Regions from separate parts of the Canis lupus genome. Here region 1 is linked to region 2. Evidence: chromatin contacts called from public Hi-C data. All regions are on one chromosome and are shown on one strand. The core of a region is the stretch at or near the end of the contact, and the rest is flanking DNA. Distances in the headings are between cores, read along the strand shown.

Region 1 (6,032 bases), core at 320-2,819, 61 kb after region 2:
ATTTGCATGCAAAAAAAATATGATGCACACCAAACCTTCAGAATCCTTACTACAATTAATAGTTATGCACTTGTTTTCCCACTTATTTGTCAACTTGCCTTCACTACACAGTGATTTCGCAGAAGCAGGAACCATGTCTGTTCAGTGACACATCCTTGGGCCCAGAACATCCCGTAGCCCATGATAGGTCCTCAGGAAATATCTGTTAAAAGAGACACGAGCAGAAAAAGAGAAAGGAGAGAAAAAAAAGAAAGAAAGAAAAGGAAAGAAAGAAAAATTTGTCCAGAGGAAGAAGAAAGAAGAAGGCAGGGGAGAGGTCCTGGCAGTCCACTGTCTTGCTACCCCGAGCACTGGCCAGAGGGCCCCGGCCTCGGCCTCGGAATCAAGCTTGGATTGGGTCCCTGCTCTCCCACGAACTCTCTGGTGACCTTGGGCAAGAAGGAGGAAAGAAAGAAGAAAGTCAGACTTGGAATTTCACGTTTACAAGTTTAAGCGGTTGAATTTTTAAAAATAAAGATTTTATTTATTATTCATGAAGACCCACAGAGAGGGGCAGGGACACCGCCGAGGGAGAAGCGGGCTCCCCGCAGGGCAGGCCTCGATCCCAGGACCCCGCTCACGCCCGGGGCCGAAGCCAGACGCTCAGCCGCTGAGCCCCCAGGCGCCCCCCAAAATAGTTTCATCGTAAAATAAAACAGAGCCGGCAACTCCTGGGCTTCCCCGCCCGCCAGGCGCCCCCCGCCCCCCAGCAGGGAGCGTGGCCCCGACTTCTCCGGGGCTCGGGGCGGGCGGCGGGGGCGGGGGCGGAGGCTCTGGGGCAGCTCCCGCCCGGGCCCCGCTCGCTCCGAGGACACCCCGCTCCCCCCCTCCCCTCCCCTCCCCTCCCCCCGCCCCGCCCCTTGCGCAAGACCCCCGGCGCCCAGATCCTCATCCTCTTTCGAAACGCAGTTTCAGGTCGTCCCCGCGGACCCCGCAGTCGGCTCTCCAAGGAAGGAGAAGCGAAAGAGGATCCGAAAGCGCGCGGAGGGCCTGCACGTTCGGGTTCAGGCCGCCCCTGGGGGTGGGGGTGGGGGTGGGGGTGGGGGGCCCGGGGTTGGGCGGTGGGGCCCCCGGAGGCCCGCGGCGGGGCCGACACCTGCGCGCGTCCACAGCGCGGCGCCCACGCGGCCCGGTCGCTTCGCCCCTTCCCGCAGCCCCGGCTCATCCCGCGGACGCCAGCAGCGCGCCTCTGCCTCCCTCCCTGCTTCCCTCCTTCCCTCCCTCCCTCCTCCTTTCTTCCTTTCCCTCCCTCCTTTCCTCCTTCCTTCCTTCCTTCCCTCCTTCCTTCCTTCCCTCCTTTCCTCCTTCCTTCCCACCTTTCCTCCCTCCCTCCCTCCTTCCTTCCCTCCTTCCCTCCCTCCTTTCCTCCTTCCGTCCCTCCCTCTTTCCTTCCCTCCCTCCTTCCCTCCCGGGCCACCTCCTCCGGCAGCACCCGGGCTCCCCCCTCCTCAGGAACTCTCTCCGGAGCTCCTCTGCACTGCCCACCACACCTCGGGGAAAGCCCCCCCCACCCCTCGGCCACCTGGGTTGTCAAATGGGGCTGAGGCCGAGGCCTGCAGAAGTGCTGAGGACCACCGGGCACCTCGCACCTTCCACCCCAGAGAGGAAGGAGGCGGAGGCCTGAATTCCACCCTGTCCCCACCTCTCCCTGCTGCTCAGAGGCCCTGCCGCGGGCCTGCCGCTTCCCTGGCCCAGTCACCCCATCCCTGGGTCCCCGTTTCACACTCATCCCTAAAATGAAGGAGTTGAGGCCCCTGGATTTTATATTAGAGTTAGAAATACTAACGAGGCCTGCCCCTGGGCTCATGTGAAGAAGGCAGCTTTGGGTATTCCTCAAGCCTGTGGTCTAGGCCTGGGTCCCAGAGTCCTTGGTTCCCTGCCCCATCCTGAATCCTGCCTCTCCCCCTACAGCCCCCCACCCCCAGCAACATCCCTGCCCCTGCAACCATCCCTCTCAATGTGGCTCTTCCTCTGGCCCTGGCCCTTGAACTCCCCATCTCCCACCCCCAGAGACCCTACTTCCTTCAGGGGAGCTCTTCCTGCTGCTCCTTTTTCTTTACACTGGCCAGGAGCCAGGCATGAGACCACTGGGCCATTTCCCTCCCCTGAGTCTCCCACAGTCCCCCAAATTTGTAGGATCTCGTTCTCTGAGCTGCACATGCTGCTGCCCACAGCATCTCTCCCCTTGGTCCCTCCAGATGCAATGCAGTCACTCCACACCTTCCAGTTTACACCATTCATTGGCGTCATCCATCAGTTCCTAGATATTATTAACCATGACCACCAGCCCTGTGTCAGGCCTGTGGGGATGCAGGAGAGAACTAGAGCTGACCTGCCCTCTGTGGATTCACAGCTCTAGTGGGGAGACAGACCCAGGAATAGGGAGAGTGAGAGATAAATGCTCTGATGGGTGATTACAGGGCTGCCAGGGCACTTGACTCAGACTTAGGAGGGTCAGGAAGGGCTTCCTAGAGGAGGTGGTATCTAAGGTGAGACTTGGAAGGTGAGTTATCAGGCTAGTGCAGCAGGTAGGAAAGGGTTTGGGGGCAGAGGAAATAGCATGTACAAAGGCCCTGAGGAGACAGAGAATATGCTACCTGCAGGGCCCTGGAGAGATAAGGCTGGACCTGGAGGACGCCACCCTGAGGACAGGAACAGTTCTGGAGTTTGGAAGGACTCCGTTCTCTGCTACCTCTCTGGCTGTCCAGGCCGTCAGAGGCCCTGACATTCCACAGCTTCTTGAAGATCAAGTCACGCAGATGCTGTGCAGCAGATGTGCCTGCAAGCACCCAGTTCCAGGCCAGCACCCTCACCATGGCGCCGGCCCATGGTGACACAGCAGAGGTTACCAAAGGCAGCCAGCCTGAAGTCACAGACTGCTCCCTGGGGGACCCTCCCCTGGCCCCAGCCTGGCCTCAGTCACCCTCTGTGATAGACAACGTTCCTGTCTACCCCAAATTCGCATGTTGAAATCCTAACCCCCAATGTGATGCCATTAGGAGGTGGGACCTTGGGGCAGTAGGTCGGTCATCAGGGTGGAGGCCTCGCGAATGGAGCCAGTGCTCTTATAAAAGGGACCTCAGAGAGCCTCCTGGTGCTTTTCTTTATTTTTTTTATTTTTATTTATTTATGATAGGTACACAGTGAGAGAGAGAGGCAGAGACATAGGCAGAGGGAGAAGCAGGCTCCATGCACCGGGAGCCCGACGTGGGATTCGATCCCGGGTCTCCAGGATCGCGCCCTGGGCCGAAGGCAGGCGCTAAACCACTGCGCCACCCAGGGATCCCCTTCCTGGTGCTTTTCTTCTCCATGTGAGTCTATGATGAGACATCGACAGTCTGCATCTTGGAAGAGGGGCCTCTCTGGAACGTGACCATGCTGGCTTCTGGATCTGGAACTTCCAGCCTCTGGTACTGGGAGAAATACATTTCTGCTGTTCATCAGCCCCCCACTCTGGGCACTTTGTCAGCAGCCTCCAAGGACTGAGACACTCTGGGTGAGCAGCAGGTCCTGGGGGCCCTGGGGTTGGATCTGAGGCAGGGGCTCCTGCAGGGAAGCAGCCCCTGTGGCAAGTGTGGAGTCCGTGCTGGTCTCTTGGCTCCTCGCAATGATGAGGGAGAGGGACTGCAGGCATTTGTGGGGTTTTTGTTTTGTTTTAAATTTATTTTTTGTATATTTTTTTATTGGAGTTCGATTTGCCAACATATAGTATAACACTCAATGCTCATCCTGTCAAGTGCCCTCCTCAGTGCCGTCACCCAGTCACCCCATCCCCCCACCCACTGCAGGCATTTGGGGCTAGGCAGCAAGGCCGACCCTGCACTGCTCAGGGCTGCCCCCTTGAGACAGAAACGTTGTTTCCAGCGTCCTCTCCTGATTTTCAAGAGTCTCTTCAGATATTCACGTCAGTAGAAAAATCCAAACTCCATTTCACACTTGCATTTCACACTTAAATACAAGGTGGTCTTTTGCACCTTTTGAATCATACCCTGAGGATGCAAATTAATGAGAGACTATATTTTTTTCATAGGCAACGCCCCTGGGATTTTTAGCCATTTCAGAAAAATCACAGCTCTAACCGAATGGGATTCAGGTCCCCAAAACAGGATCCTTGAAGCCACCTGCATCTGTGGTGGGGCATGTGTGATGCGCTTGATGTGGCATGAGTGTGTGGCGGCCACCTTGCATCACCTCGTGTCTGCTGGTGAGATGCACATACATTTACTATGACTTTCTTTTTCTGTTACTTGTTAGTTGGGGCATTATACTGTTCTTTTTTTAAAAAATTATATGTATACATAAGTTCGATTATCTGCATGGAAGATTTTATAGTGAAATCCCTGAGACCCTATGGGGCAGTACTAAGGGAGTGCCTTTCTCACCACGAGGACATTTGATGATGCAGAAGCCATGGCAGGTCAAACTGCTGAAACCTCAGCAGGAAGCAAAGCAGTGGCCCCAAACTTGGAGGTCGCCACTGTATCCTGCATAGACACACACTCTCAGTGACAAAAAAATGCCAGCATCATTCAAGAGTGTCCTTGGTGAAACAGTAAAAATGGTTAATTTCTTTTCTTTTAAAAATATTTTATTTATTCATTCATTCGTGAGAGACACACAGAGAGAGGCAGAGACACAGGCAGAGGGAGAAGCAGGCTCCCTGCCAGGAGCCTGATGCAAGACTCAATCTTGGGACCCAGGATCACACCCTGAGCCAAAGGCAGATGCTCAACCACTGAGCCACCCAGGCGCCCCTAAAAATGGTCAATTTCTTTCAATCTCTGCCCGTGAGTGCCTGACTTTTAATATTCTGTGTGATGAGATTGGCCACGTGTCTAGAACACTTGGGCTGATAACTACGTGGACAGCTGTAGGGAAACGCACTTGTGAGCTTGTCTGAGTTGGAAGCAAACTAGCCTCTTGGTCCACAAAATATCATTTTTACTTGAAAGAGTGACCAACAGAGAAAGGGGCACCCTCTTGCACGGTTGGGAATGCAAGCTGGTGCAGCCACTCTGGAAAACAGTATGGAGGTTCCTCAGAAAGTTAAAATAGAGCTACCCTATGATCAGCAATTGCACAACTGTATATTTATCCAAAGGATACAAACATAGTGATTCAAAGGGACATGTGCACCCCAATGTTTGTAGCACTAGTGTGTCCACAATCGCCAAACTATGGAAAGAGCCCAGATGTCCCTTGAAGGATGAATGGATAAAGAAGATGTGGTGTGTGTATGTGTGTGTGTGTGTGTATATATATATATACACACACACGCATACATACAGTGGACCGACTACTACTCAGCCATCAAAAACTGAAATCTTTCCATTTGCAACAACACGGATGAAACTAGAGGGTATTATGCTAAGGAAATAAGTCAATCAGAGAAAGACAATTATCATATGATTTCACTCATATGTGGAATTTAAGAAACAAAACAGGATCATAGGGGAAAGGATGAAAAATAAAACAAGATGTCACTTCAGGGGAAAATGATTGATCACATTCGTTGTCAATGATGAATCTGAGCTGTAAAGCAGAAGTCAGAAATTTGGAAAACTTGTATCCACCACTGTGGGCTTGACAGCTTGCTAATATTTAAAAACTTTTCTGATGAGATGAGTGACGATGTCAACAAATGTGATTTTTTTTTGCATTGTTTAATGATGTGTTATCTTTTGGAAGATCTGCACCATTCGGCAAACCAAACACTTCCAAGTGACTGATGCATGATACCTGGGTTAAAGATCCATTTCCAGTGCAAGATAGATCATGGATTTTAAAATAAGACAATACTGGGGCACCTGGGTGGCTCAGTCCGTTAAGCTGGCAGCTCCTGATTTCGGCTCAGGTCATGATCATCGTCCCAGGGCCACAGGATCGAGCCCTAGGTCAGGCTCCGTACTCAGAGAGGAGTCGTCTTGGGGATTTTCTCTCTCCCTTTGCCCTTCCCCCCTTGCATACTCTCTCTCAAAAAAAAAAAGTCTTTA
Region 2 (6,165 bases), core at 3,056-5,555:
AAAGAGGGGCCCGGGCACCGGGCTGATAGGGCGCTGCTTCAGCCTGCAGTGGCCCAGAGCCCATGTGGGTCCTGGCCGGTCACGGTCACCAGGCTCTGCTCCCAGCCCTCTCTCTACCCCTGGATCGGGTGCCTGTGCATCCTAGACTATTAGCACCTTCCATCGCCTCCAACAGTTATGGGAGTGAGGGGTGTGGCAGGCAGGGAAGGGCCTTGGTGGGGGTTAACCCTTTCCCTCTCCCAGGGCTCGCTGCTCAAGGTGGTCCTGGAGGATTACCTGCGGCTCAAAAAGCTCTTTGCACAGCGGATGGTGCAAAAAGCCTCCTCCTGCCACTCCTCCATCTCTGAGGTAGCCGGGCGGGCCCGGAGCTGTGTGCTGTGCCCCAGCACTGGGGATGCTCACTCCTTCCCTGCTTCCCTCCCTCCCTGTCTCCCTCCAACCCTCCCTCTCTCTCCCCAGCCACCCTTCTCTTTCTCAGAGTCTCTGGAGATTAGCAGCCAGGGCCAAAGACAGCAATGGATGGGGTCCAGGAAGTCAGGCAGCAGCCCCAGGCCCAGTCTACTTTCTGGGCTCTGCAGGGGGCTGAGGAGTGTGTCTCACACTTGAGGAGCCCAAAAAGGTGCCTTGAAGGAGGGATGTCCTATAGGAAACTGATCAGTCAGGGTCAAATGGGTCCACGTAGATTTGTTTGCCTGCAGTGATGTCAACACTTTAAAAAACTCAGACTTATGTTTAAAAACCCAGATTTCCAGTAAGACCAACCATTCCCAAATGGAACAGGCTAAAGCTAACAGTTCCACACAGAAGTGCCACATGCTGAGTCCCACTATATCCCATCCCCTCCAACTTCACCTGTGGACCTACCTGGCCAGACTTGATCCTGCTTGAAGACAGACTGGTAGTAACACATCCAGATACTAAAACTGCCTCATGGGATCTTTAGAGCTCATCAAATACACAAAATAGAGGATTCTCATGGGAGGCCCACCTTCTAAGAACACAACTATAGCACCCTAAGTGCCCGTGGTTCCCCTTTGTACCCAGTGTGAGAAAACACGGTCAGCTGGACGGCCTACTGCAGCATGAGCCCAGAGACCCCTGCAGTTACCTGTGTGCAGTAGGGAGGAAAAGGGGGACACAGCAGGTGCGGCTCTGGGCCAGCCAGCTGCTCAGCCCTCGGGCATGGCCTTGAGCCCACAGGTGGGTCCCAGAGCCATTGGGGGATCGTGGCCTCTTGCAGCTGATCCAGACTGAGCTGGACGAGGAGCCAGGGGAGCGCAGCCCCGGCCAGGGCAGCCTACGCTTCCGCCACAAGCCACCGACAGAGCTCAAGGGGCCCGACGGAATCCACATGGTGCACGGCAGCACGGGCACACTGCTGGCCACTGACCTTAACAGCCTGCCCGAGGATGACCAGAAGGGCCTGGGTCGCTCGCTGGAGACACTGACCACCGCTGAAGCCAGTGCCTTTGAGCGCAACGCCCGCACAGAGTCGGCCAAATCCACGCCCCTGCACAAGCTTCGTGATGTGATCCTGGAGAGCCCCCTGGAGATCACAGAGCTATGACCAGATGGGGGGCCTCGGCGGTGTGTGCAGCACCTGTCCCCCATCCCTCCCAGGGCAGGGCAGAGCAGGACCACAGTGCGGGCCCCTCCCCAGGCCGGCTCTGGGCCTACGACCTCGGGCGGGCCTGGTGGCAGCCTGCACCAGCTGCTCAGAGTCCACTTCCGCCAGATGCCCATTCAGCACCTGACCTCTACCTTCATAAAATTTGTTATTTTTTTAAGAAAAACCAGACACAAATAATAAGCATCTAAGGACAAGGTAAGGAGGGTCACTGGGGGCCCCAAGAGTCAGGACGAACTCAGCCAAGGCCGAGCCCCAAGAGGCCGAGCAGGCCCTCTTCCCCACCCCACATCGTGCCCGTCCCCCTTCACCCGCGCCCAGCACCAGGGAAGGGAGGCCCAGAGCTGGCATATCCCACCTGGCCTCAACTCCCTGACTTTGGTTCCAGTCCCAGTGCATTTCCAGCACATCGCCTGCTGGACAGTGATCCCTGCCTCCCCACGTGGACATGCTCAATGTGAGCGAACCGTTCCCTACATTCCACCGGCTTCCCAACTGTGCCCGGCTCATAAAGAGAAATGACTGGTGTTCCCCTGGGTTCTGAATGTAGAGTGTTTGTGTGTATTCCTTTTTTAAATTAAGTTATTCCCTCAATATTTCCCCCTTGATTTTGTTTAACTGGTACTCCCTGAACGTTTCTGGAATGGTCTGCATTTTAAATAAGAAAGGCAACTCACAAGAACAGCAAGTTGCTGTGCCTCTAGTAAACTACCCTCGGGGCTGGGCAAGGGGGAGAGGGCCGGGCAGGGCAGATGTGTGCCTGACCTTCAGGTGTTCCCTTGACCCACTGCGCCTTCTTTCTGTGGCCAAGAGGGCCAGAGGACACCCACAGGTCTGTGGCCCTGGAGCTATTCAGAAACCAAACTCACTGGCTGAGGTGTTACAGAACCACTCAGGCTCAGGTCTGGTTAACAGATTTTATTTATTGTTAAATCACAGGAACTTTAGTGCAAAACAAACCAAAAAGTCATTAAGTCTATTTAATAGTAACTGCATGTCTTACTGTCTCCTGGCAACTTAAAGTGAACAGAAGAGGTGGCCAAGTGAGAGAGGCAGGGCGGCAGCCAGGGCCCCTGGAGAGCACGCCTAGCACACCCTGCACCTGACAGCCAGAGGCTTAGGAGCTTGTCATCCACATTTACCTAAAGGTCAAACGAAATGGGGGTCGCAGGGGAAGGGGCCGGGACGCCCAGAGCAAAGGTGGGCTCCGGGCAGCACTACAGATGCACAAGGCAAGGCTTCAGCAGTCGGGCGGACACAAGAGCAAGCAAGAGGCAGTCACCACACCCACACCCACACCCACACCCACACCCACACACACACACACACACGAGCCAAGCCCACAGGACCTCCACACAGAGCTAGCAGATTACATTCAGGAAGGTTCTTCCCCTCCCACCCAAACCCACAGAACTTCGGAACAAGGCATCACCAGGAAAGACACCGCAAAGCTGAATCAGAGGTTGACCCGGGGACAGCAAACCCGAGACCCACCCAGGCCTCCTGAGCAGCCGCTTCCTGAATTTCCCCTCCAGTGAGAACTATGTGGTTTTTAAGAAGTCTAATTATTCTGAGCCTTTCTTATAAAACTGCCTTTGTTTTGCTTCTCTGTATAGCAGCCCAGGAAGAGGGGAGGTCCATGCTTAGGGGTAGGTGGAGGGCTCAGAACAAGGCCCCAGCCAAGGAGGATGGAGAGCCTTCTGTCAAGCAGCTCTGGCTCACACAAGCACCCAAGGCCCCCACCACCTCCATTGCCGCCGCCTCCAGGTAGCCACCGCGCAAGGGCAGGCTGAAAGCCCTCCAAGTGCACAGTCCTCCTCACCTGTCTAGGCAAAGGAAAGGGACAGTGAAGCAGTGGTGGCAGCTGCAGGCCAGGTGCCTCCCACACAGACAGCGATGCTACAATCGAGAGACAGGAGAGGGAGGGAGGGAGGAAGGGGAGAAGGGGGTCCTATTTTTATAACCGAGTCAAGAGATCGGTGTGTTCACTGCCCCAGACACACAAGTAGGAAAAGATGCCGCAGTTTCTCCAAGATGGAACGTCCCTCCTAGTTCCACACGTGACGTTTGCAATGCTCGACAGCCTGACGGGAGAGAGGAAGCTGGGTTTTAGCCTTTGTGTGACAAACTCCACTCCTGGCCCATCAGTGCAGCAGACATCACCCAAAAATGGGACCCATTATCCTGTCCGAGGTTGGCTGGACAGCACCCCACGCAGACCTGGGGAGCATGTGGCCACCCGAATGTCAGGGACTCCTATGGCAAGAGTCCAGAGTTGCAGCTGCAGAGCACCGAGTGCTTTAGAGGTGAGCACCCACGCAGGTAGGGTCCAGGCCCCCTCCATCTGGTTACATGCTGAGTCTTGGCACTGCGCAGAAGTCCCAAGGCAGAAGCCCTCACCCTCACCCAACAGGGTGCACAGCAGCTCAGGCCTTGAAAACAATGACCCCACAGGCCCATTTACCAGGGCAGCGGCAGGCACCTGCTCCTCCACTGACTGTGCTGTGGGCTCGGGCCTGGCACAGCAAGGAGCCGGACCAGGCCAGGGTGAGCATCACTACCCACCCTTCCCCGCAGGGGCCCAAACTGATGCAACCAGACCCACAGTCATGCCCTGCTGGCCACGAGGAACCCGCTTGAGGAAGAAAAAGTTGCATAAAAACATTAAGTAACTGGTCCACACGTCCCACCCAAGCAATATGTCGCCACCACTGGTGGCTGCCCAGTGAGGACAGCGCCACAGCACCCTGGAGCTGCTGGGCAGCCATCACCTCAGGGCCACTCAGGAACAGCAGGTCGGCCCTGGGTGAAGATTCAGGCCAGGCTCCAGCGAGACTGACCCAAGGGGGAGGACTTGTGCCACCTCTAGAGCAGCCTCATGTGGATCTGATCCTGACCCTGTGACAAGGGAACCAAAGGCAAAAAAACAAAGAAACAAAAAAAAAAAAAACAAGAAGGCAGAAGCAAAACCTACTAACAAATACCCACACCCTTCGCTTCTCACAGGCAAGAATGCAGTTAGTCCTCTTGCCTTTGCTGTGCGGCCGCGAATAAGCCTAATTGCTTCTCCGGGGCCTCCGTGTTTTCCCGGACACAGAGACAGGGTACAGAGCACTGACTACGGAGGCTCCTCCTCACGCAGGATTGTCCCGGGAGCTGCCCGACTGGCAAGGCAGGCCTGTGCAGCGGTCGCCGAGCTACTCACATTGCACTGGGTTGCTGCCTCCATGTTCTGGCACCAGTAGCTGGGGCCCCACACGCACTTCTCGGTTCCCAGAAGGGGCTTACGGGCAGCAGGGCAGGCTCCAATTTTCTATATGGTGAAAAGGGGGCAAAGAATTAGATGCACCCTACTAATCCCCAAAACCAGAAACTATCAGCTTCTAGAAGCAACTAGAACTACAGCTCTGACATGCCACTTCCAAAAAGGCAGTGCTGCTGAGCCAAGTGCTGAGGGCCTAGAAGCCCTGGCCTCCCACAGCCCTTCCCCCAGAGACTGCCAGAACCTCAGAGGACCCCTCGGTGCAGAACTGCCCAGGCTAAGCACCACCCAGAGGAGCTTACCAAGCACACGAAGGAAGGGTCCATCACCTCCACCAGGATTTCTATCAGCACGGGCTCGTACTCAGTCACAAACTGATCACACTGTTAGGTAAACAAGGGTACGGGTCCAGGTCTAGGTGTGCCCATGCAGAGTGGGAGCATAAAAGGGGGAGGGGGGGACGCATGCTCTTCCATAAGAATTCCGGCCACTGCCAGCCCAGGCCCCCCTTCCCAGGTGCCCCATCTCACCTGCTCCTGTTATTTTCCCCCAGAGGCTTCCCTTGAGCCAATAGACTCCCGTAAGAAATGGCTAATTTTCCCTGGAAACCTCAATCAGGCATGCAGGCAGTCCATGAGCTACCCTAGCTTTTGCGCTCCCCAGGCAGGTTCTGACATTCTGGCCCAAAGCAGCCTAGGGCATACCTGCTTCTGGTATGGGTCAGGCAGGAAGCTGCAGCCTTTCTCAAGGGCAGCCAGGATCTCCTGCTTCGTGCTGTTTTTCTCCAGGTTGTGGTCCAAATAGCTCACCAGCTTCTTGCATACCTCACAAAAGCCACCGTCCTTTGGCTTAATCACACGTACTGCACACAGGAGCACAGACTCAGGACTGGCAGGGCCCTTCCAAGCCGAGGGGGCCCACCCAGCACACACATACCCTGCTCACCAGGCAGCACAGGCAGCCCCTGAGAGGAGCACAGATGGAGCATGCGGCACACCAACTCAGGGCTCGCCTCCTGCAGGAGGATCGACAGGATGGAGGAGCCATAAGTGTCCACCACCTCCTGGCACTCCTTGGATAAGGACGAGGGCAACTTCAAGCACACTTTGTCCAAAGTGTTAAGTATTTCTTCCTGGAACACAAACGATCATATGAGAAGATGGGAGACTGGACGATGCTGGGAATGATTCTCAAAATACGAACGTGACCAGGAAACCAGCCAACACCAAGGTGCTACTTCCTCCCCAGAAAGGCCTGACCTAGGAAGCAGCCTGAC

What was found. A called contact is a pair of places that touch in the nucleus more often than the background predicts.
Region 1: a contact with region 2 is called in a Hi-C map of blood, with 4 times the contacts expected there. The contact joins two enhancer-like sites. A contact is called at or near these places in 3 of 9 Hi-C or Micro-C datasets (blood and liver).

What each region holds. Positions count from the first base shown.
Region 1 is chr4:23,368,077-23,374,108 of UU_Cfam_GSD_1.0, forward strand. No RefSeq gene overlaps it. Among named protein-coding and RNA genes, the nearest start is that of CHST3, 29 kb to the right of the region's middle. Within about 2 kb of position 1,570, at least 7 of the 20 cell types and tissues checked have an H3K27ac peak or open chromatin away from gene starts, as enhancers often do. A contact at or near this core is called in blood, where this site is marked.
Region 2 is chr4:23,304,311-23,310,475 of UU_Cfam_GSD_1.0, forward strand. It overlaps PSAP (prosaposin), which reads right to left. Exons shown (of 14, transcript XM_038534263.1): 10 at 5,835-6,021; 11 at 5,594-5,751; 12 at 5,192-5,272; 13 at 4,833-4,940; 14 at 2,531-3,711. The coding sequence ends at 3,676. It overlaps CDH23 (cadherin-23), which reads left to right. Exons shown (of 69, transcript XM_038534260.1): 68 at 244-348; 69 at 1,241-2,223. The coding sequence ends at 1,567. Among named protein-coding and RNA genes, the nearest start is that of PSAP, 32 kb to the right of the region's middle. Within about 2 kb of position 4,306, at least 2 of the 20 cell types and tissues checked have an H3K27ac peak or open chromatin away from gene starts, as enhancers often do. A contact at or near this core is called in blood, where this site is marked.